Regions from separate parts of the Mus musculus genome. Here region 1 is linked to region 2. The links are chromatin contacts, called in public promoter capture Hi-C maps. All regions are on one chromosome and are shown on one strand. The core of a region is the stretch at or near the end of the contact, and the rest is flanking DNA. Distances in the headings are between cores, read along the strand shown. Region 1 holds the start of Bcl2l11 (BCL2-like 11 (apoptosis facilitator)). Region 2 holds the start of A630026N12Rik (RIKEN cDNA A630026N12 gene).

Region 1 (3,187 bases), core at 532-3,031, 1.5 Mb before region 2:
ACTCACGTCCGCCCCTTCCCTTCCGAGCGCGGCGTGTTGCGCCGATCGAACGACCCCTGCACGTCGCCACCGAGGAGGCAAGGGAAACAAAGCCGGGTCCTGGGCTCCAGGGCCCCGCGCCTGCCCGTCCGCCCTCCGCCACGCTCCGCCGGGGAGCCGAAGGTTTCGCGCGCCGCGCCTCTGGCCCGCGCTGCACCGGCCGCCGCCGGGATCATCCTCCGCCTCCTCCCGCTCCGCCCCTAGCGCGCAGCTCCCGCCGCCGCGCGGGCACCGCCAGCCCTGCGCCCCTGGCGCCGGCTGCCAGTGCTCCCCCATTGGCCCGCGCGCAGTCGCTCCCCATCGTAACCAATGGGCAGAGGCGGTGGGGGCGGCGCCTACGGGTCAGGCAGCCGAAGGCAAGGCGATTGTTGACAAACTCGCCGCCCAGCGCCGCTCAGACTGTGCCGGCCACCGCAGCTCCGGCTGGAACTTAGGGGGCCGGGCAGCTTCGCTTTGCGCCCCGCCCCACCCCTGGGCCAGGCCGGGACGGCGCGCGCTTTGCGGGAATTCCCGCCGCCAGGGCAGCGGGACATTAGAGACAAAGCGAGACACGCACCCCTCGGAGATCCGCGAGGCCACGATCGCACTCCAGGCCATTCCGAGCCAAGTCCCTAATGCCTCCGCAGTCCCCTGAAGAACTTCTCAGCAACTTCACCTGCTGTGTCCCCATGTGCTACCGAGTGCTACCGACACGAACCAAATATGAACGACCATCTCGGGTCTCGGGCATGCACATCCAGACCTCTGCCCCCACTGTTCAGTTAGCCTTCCTCAAGCAGTGCCTGCCCCGTGGGCAATAGGCTTGCGAGCTCAGGGGTCCGCCAGCCTATGCGACTGGGTCCCGGTGCAATCGGGCTAGGAGTAGTCGGCTAGCTGGGGCTTGGAATACGCGTAGCCTAAGTGGTCCTAGGGGGGTTACGGGGTTTCTTGTCTCCTGTAGATACGGTGTTCCTCAATATCCACAGGACGGTCGCAAAAGGAACCGGGCCGCCAGGGACATCCGGAAAGGAAATTGACCACTATGGCCAAACTGACTTGAATGGGTACAAGCAAAGTCTGGGCGCGTGTGATTTTAATACTCAAACCTCCGCAATGAACCCGCGTCAGCGAAGAGTTAAGTCTACCCGCCCGCCGCTACCGCGCGGCTACTTCTCCCGGGCCGTCTGGGTCGCCGCGACGCTTCCCGGCTGGACGCACTACCGGCACCACGAAGCGGGACCTCGGCTCCAAGCCGAGACCACGCGCCCTCCTTGCCCGCGAGAGATGCCTCAGCGGCCCCTCGTGCGGCATTGCGTCCCAACCCAGTCTTCGGCTAAGTGCCCGCAGCTTCAGTGCCGACAACCCTTCCCCAAAAGTGCCTTGGCACGCAGCGACCTCGACCCGACTCCCAGCGTTCGCCTCCTGCAGCCACGCGGGACAAACCAGTGCCTCCACCCGCACGTGCGACACCAGAGACAGATGAAGCCGCTGCGGCGCCTGTCTTCTATCCATCCCCAGCCTGCGCCCCGGGAGTCGCGGAGTGTTTACCTTGCGTTTCTCAGTCCGAGAATCAGAGTCAGACATTGGGTGGACGAGGGCCAGGGGAAGGGCGCCGAGGCGGTGGCGGCGGGAGCAGCGGAGGTGGTGTGAATCCAAGTGGAACACAGCTCGCAGAGCGGCTGCAGGAATCCGGTGACGGCGACGATGGCAAGGACCGCAGAGCTCCAACCAGCTGGTGACCCAGTGCCTGCGGGGAGCGAAGTGAAAGCAGCCTGCTCTTGAGACTCTGCGGTAGTTGAGCCCCCGCCCCCGCGCCCAATCACCGCGGGCTCCGCCCCCGTTTAGTCCGGCCCCCGGCAAGCCGGAAGGTAAGCCCCACCCCCCACGGCCCCCAGGCCGCTGGCGCGTGCAGGCTGCGACAGGTAGTGGGGAGGGTGGCCCCGCCGGCTGTCCTGCAGTTTGCGTGCGCCGCCCACCCCGGCGTGTTTACCCTAGTGTCTTGGCCTGCGGGCAGCTGCATGCTCGCCCATCCTCCACTCAGAATGTACCCGCCCCTCCCCGTCCGCCCGTGGCGGCCACCTCGCAGAGCGGAACTTAGGGGGCGCTCAGGGTACACTGCTCTGTGTCCAGCCCGGCCGCGGGCGCCAGTTGGAAGCCTCAGAAGGCGTCCCTCCGCCCTTGCTTTGCACAGCTTCTCAGCCCCAAACCATGAGGATTAGATTGGTGCAAGGATGGGCACTGGCCTTTGACTGTCCTTTCCTAGAATTCCTGACCTCCGGGGGACTCAGATCAGCAAGATGCTCACCCCTCTTCGTCTGCGCCTCAAGCGAGATTCTTCGTCGCCGCCGCCTTCTGCCTTCTGTCCTCCTTTAGGCTCTCCTTAGTGTTGTGTTTGTGTGTGTGTGCTGTTGTTGTTGTTGTGGTTTATATGTTTGTTTCCCTAGTGCCCAGTTACTTAAGAGGCAGAGGTGGTGGTGAGAAGGACAGTTGAGAGACAAGAGAAGCGGGAAGCTTCAGGGAGCGATGGGCGGGCACGACAAGCATATAAAATAGGGGAATGAGAAAGTTAGCTGGAAAAGAATAACTACAAGGAAAAGGAGGGGGGCTACCAAGGAAAGACGGTTGTGCCATGAGCGGTGTTGGGAGCCTCGAAATGTTTGGGGCTCACAGTGTACGCCAGGAACTGTCTATCCATCGGTCCGCCGATGCTGGCGACCATGGAGCAGCGGAGTTCAGGCCGAGCTGGGAAAACCATAAGGGGGTCGAAAAAAAAATCCCTTGATCTTCCTGAGGCCTTTGTGATTCCAACAGAAGTCTGGAAGTCAATGGCGCCATGTGCATCCCCACCCCCAGCCCCTTCTCTCATAGCGGCGGCCCAAAAAAGCTGCTCTGGAAATGGAACGTCCCACTCCCCACACGAGATTAAGGAAACTCTATTAATGGGCTACCCAACCTGCATCCAGGCTGGCAGTAAGTAGGACGTAGCCTTTTCTTGCAGAACAAGTGTTGCGACCTGCCGTCCCAATCAATGTTGGGCCATCTTGGTCATTTTGGTGTTTGTATGCGGATCTAACGTCACGGTGACACAGCACAGCCCCATGCTAAAGTCTAGCTTCTCAAGTGAATCCTGAGTGAGATCAAAGAAGCCATTGGTTCCCAGGGAAGCTGG
Region 2 (3,419 bases), core at 596-3,095:
TTTACTCAAAATATTATGGAAAGGAATAACAATTTAAAAAAATTCATAAGAGCTGGCAGTATTGGTACACCCCTCTAATCCCAGCACCTGGGAGGCAGAGGCAGGTAGACCTCTTTAAGTTTGAGCCCAGCCTGGTCTACAGAGTGAATTCCAGAGCAGTCAGAGCTTCACAAAGCGAGACCCTATCTCAAAACCAACCAACCAACCAAACCTAACCAAAAACCCCTGAAATAAAATATTAAATAAAAAGAAAAAACATGAACTATGCTCTCCCCATTCTGTTTACTTTGCTATGTCTTACACTGGCTACAAACTTTCACTATATAAATAAGAAAGGCAGCCGGGCGTGGTGGCCTTTAATCCCAGCACTCGGGAGGCAGAGGCAGGCAGATTTCTGAGTTCGAGGCCAGCCTGGTCTACAAAGTGAGTTCCAGGACAGCCAGGGGCTATACAGAGAAACCCGGTCTCGAAAAACCAAAAAATAAGGGCAAGTGTCCTTATCTGAGGACAGACACACACAAACACAAATGAAGTCTGTAAACAATTTGGATCTCATTTAAGCCATTTTGCTCCTAGGTTATTCTCGGTTGTCTCCGATATTCTCATTCCTAGATACCTGACGCCAAAAGTTCCACGGGTAGTGGACTTTTCGGTGAAATATATCAAAGTGGAACTTTGAAAATCGCATGTGAAGTAAATTTATAAGGCTTTTCCTTCACAAATCATCATCTCCCAATCAACTCTTGGTTCATTGAAAGTAAAATACGTCACTAGGCATGGTGGTACGCGCCTTTAATCCCAACAATTGAGAGGCAGAGGCAGGCGGATTCTTTTGAGTTTGAGGCCACCCTGGTCTACAAAGCCAGTTCCAGGTCAGGCAGGGCTGTTACAGAGAAACCTTGCCTCGAAAACAAATCAACAAAAATCCTGACAATACAGACAGGAGAAAAGCGTCACTATTACAACATTAAAAAAAAAAAAAGCCACAGAAACATCCACGTCACACACGACCAGTTTACACCAGGTGAAGAGGACAGGCATCCTTTGTTCCCGCACAGGCCCCACAACCAGCGATTCCGGGTACCTTCCAGGACCACGGTAAGTTAAATCTTAGGTACCCGGCTGCCCTTCCGCCTGCCGGGAATCTGCTAGAACACCCCATAGTCAAGTCCAAGCTCCAAGCGTCCCGAAATGCCGGCACTTTCCGTGTCACGCCGGGGGAGAACTTAGCACACGCACCCCTAACTCCCACACATCCCGCCCCGCGACGCGGCGCGGAACACCCAGCCGCGCACAGGGCCACCGCAGCGCTCACCCCGCTGCCGCGCAGGCGCCGGGCGAGCCGGGACTTGCGGTCGCCCCGCGGATCATTCCGCCGCAGCCTTTGTGTGGCCGAACGCTAGAAATGGCTTATTTCCTTTCTCCCCGTTTAAAGTCAGAAGCAGACCCTCTCATCCCTTTCTCCCGCCGGAACGGGGCTGGGGGAGGGCGGCGGCAGGCTCGCTCCCGGGGCCAGTGGGGCGGAAACGGGCGCGGGTTGGCGAGGCCGCCGCAGGCATGCTGGGAGCTCGGCCGCCGTGTCCCTCCGCGCCGACGGGGACTTTTCGGTGGGGATTTTGGGCGCCGAGCAGACGCGGCATTTTCGGAAAATAGCGCCCTGTGCAGCGAAGCGCTCTGTGTGTGGCGGGGCCGCGTCTGCCCTGACGGCTCCGAGGCGCCGCGGTCCCCGCACCTCCTCCCGCTGCTCCCCCGCCGCCGCTCCCGAAGCTTTTCCAGGTCAGTGCGGGTCTGTGTAGGGCCCTGTTACCACCGGATGTGGAAGTTGATCTCTTCGCTGGTAAAAAATAATTCCACTTCCCCCGGAACCCAGATCATCCCCGCGATTTCCTGTTTATTGCATTAAGGCGCCGGGTTTCCGGGGCTCCTGGCCCCGCTTGTTTGGCGGGGGTCGGCGGGGTCGGCCTGGGTGTCCGTGCTGCCGCCGCCGCCGCCGCCGCGCTTTGTCCGCCCGGCGCTTGGCTTCTGGGAGGGGCGGCAGACATGGTGGCGGCCGCCGCCCCCTCCTCGGTCAGGCGCCGCGGCCTCCTGCGGGCCCCACGGGTCGGGTCTGCGGTGGGGTCGCCATGGCCGTGGGGGTCCGGGCCGGCGGGGCAGGCGGCGGGAGAGGCGGCGCTGTCCCCGCCCGCTCCTTTGTCTCGGCGGCCTGAGGGCCTGGCCTGGCCGGGCCGACGACAAGCGGGAGGGAAGGCCGGGCCGCGCTGCCCCGCTGGGCCCCGCGGAGCCCGGGGCGCTCGGGTTTCGGCCCGAACAGCCGGGTCGGGGCAGGGTAGACGGGCCAGTCCGGAAGGGACGGAGCCTGCCATTCTCAGTGGCCGAGACTTTTGCCCCGGAGACTTCGCCACCGGAACCCACGCGAGCGCGGGTGCGGAAAGAAGCCGCGAGTTTCGTCGGTCATGTCTTGCCTGGGCACAGATCGGTGTTGAGTGTGCTGTTGTGAACCTCTCCCACGGCGTTGAAGCCGCGGGCTTAGCCTTGAAGTGTGCATCTCCAAAATGAGAGCGAAGGAAAGCGGGCCTACCTGCTGGCTTTTTTTCCCTTGAAGCTTTTGCTTTAAGCCCATTTCCACTGTGTCTAGCAGACACATTTGCTTTAAAGCAGGGAGCGAGACCACAGTACTTCTGAAAGAGAGCTTCATAACGTGGGAGTAATTTTTAAGAGTTCTTTCTGCAGACACTGTGGTTTGTTGTCTATTCAGGCAAGTTACTTTCTGAAATGTAATTTTTATCTGGGGGTAAAAAAGAACGGTGGTGTGCTTTTTCTAGGGAAGTAGTGGCCTTCCCAGAATTGAAAACGCACCGAATTTAGTACGCAGACGATAGTCTACCTCACAGAGATTCACCCAGATTAATTTAAATATAACTGATAGCTTTTTGGCTCTTAGGCCTTCAGACTCTGACTTTTTAAGTTTTAAGGGAACTGATGGCTCTTATCCCTTTATTCGCTTTTCTTATTTTGTCAAAAATGAAAAGTAACGTGTCAACTCATGACTTAGGCAAGAGTCACATTGTTTTGCACTTTCGAAAGTCTTTTTTAAAGCCTAGTTTAACAGAAAACATTCTTGAGTCAATTTTTGCAGACAGTCTTGTGATATGCCACATAGCCAATGGAAAACACTGTATGTATATTATGCTTTTTTTAAAAAACATGATATATCCCATCCTTCTATTCAGCATGTTAAGTACAATCAAGATATTGTGAAAGACAAACTGAATGAGAAGAATGATTCTTGTAGTTTGGGGGAGAGGCCTCTAACTTTTTAAAAGATGGCCATTTAGATGCTTAAGCATTGCAGAGATTATAATTTACCAGTAGCCTTGATATCTGGAAATAGTCCAAGTGACAAGACATTTTAAAGTTCC

Evidence for each region. Promoter capture Hi-C pulls out the DNA fragments that hold promoters and counts their contacts.
Region 1: a contact with region 2 is called in a promoter capture Hi-C map of pre-B cells, with 3 times the contacts expected there. The contact joins the promoter of Bcl2l11 here to the promoter of A630026N12Rik in region 2.

Annotation. Positions count from the first base shown.
Region 1 is chr2:128,124,632-128,127,818 of GRCm38.p6, reverse strand. It overlaps Bcl2l11 (BCL2-like 11 (apoptosis facilitator)), which reads right to left and starts at 1,781. Exons shown (of 4, transcript NM_207680.2): 1 at 1,567-1,781. It also overlaps a transcript of Acoxl not described here.
Region 2 is chr2:126,673,713-126,677,131 of GRCm38.p6, reverse strand. A630026N12Rik (RIKEN cDNA A630026N12 gene) reads left to right here and starts at 1,845. Exons shown (of 1, transcript NR_166192.1): 1 at 1,845-3,419. It overlaps Gabpb1 (GA repeat binding protein, beta 1), which reads left to right and starts at 1,540. Exons shown (of 9, transcript NM_001271468.1): 1 at 1,540-1,776.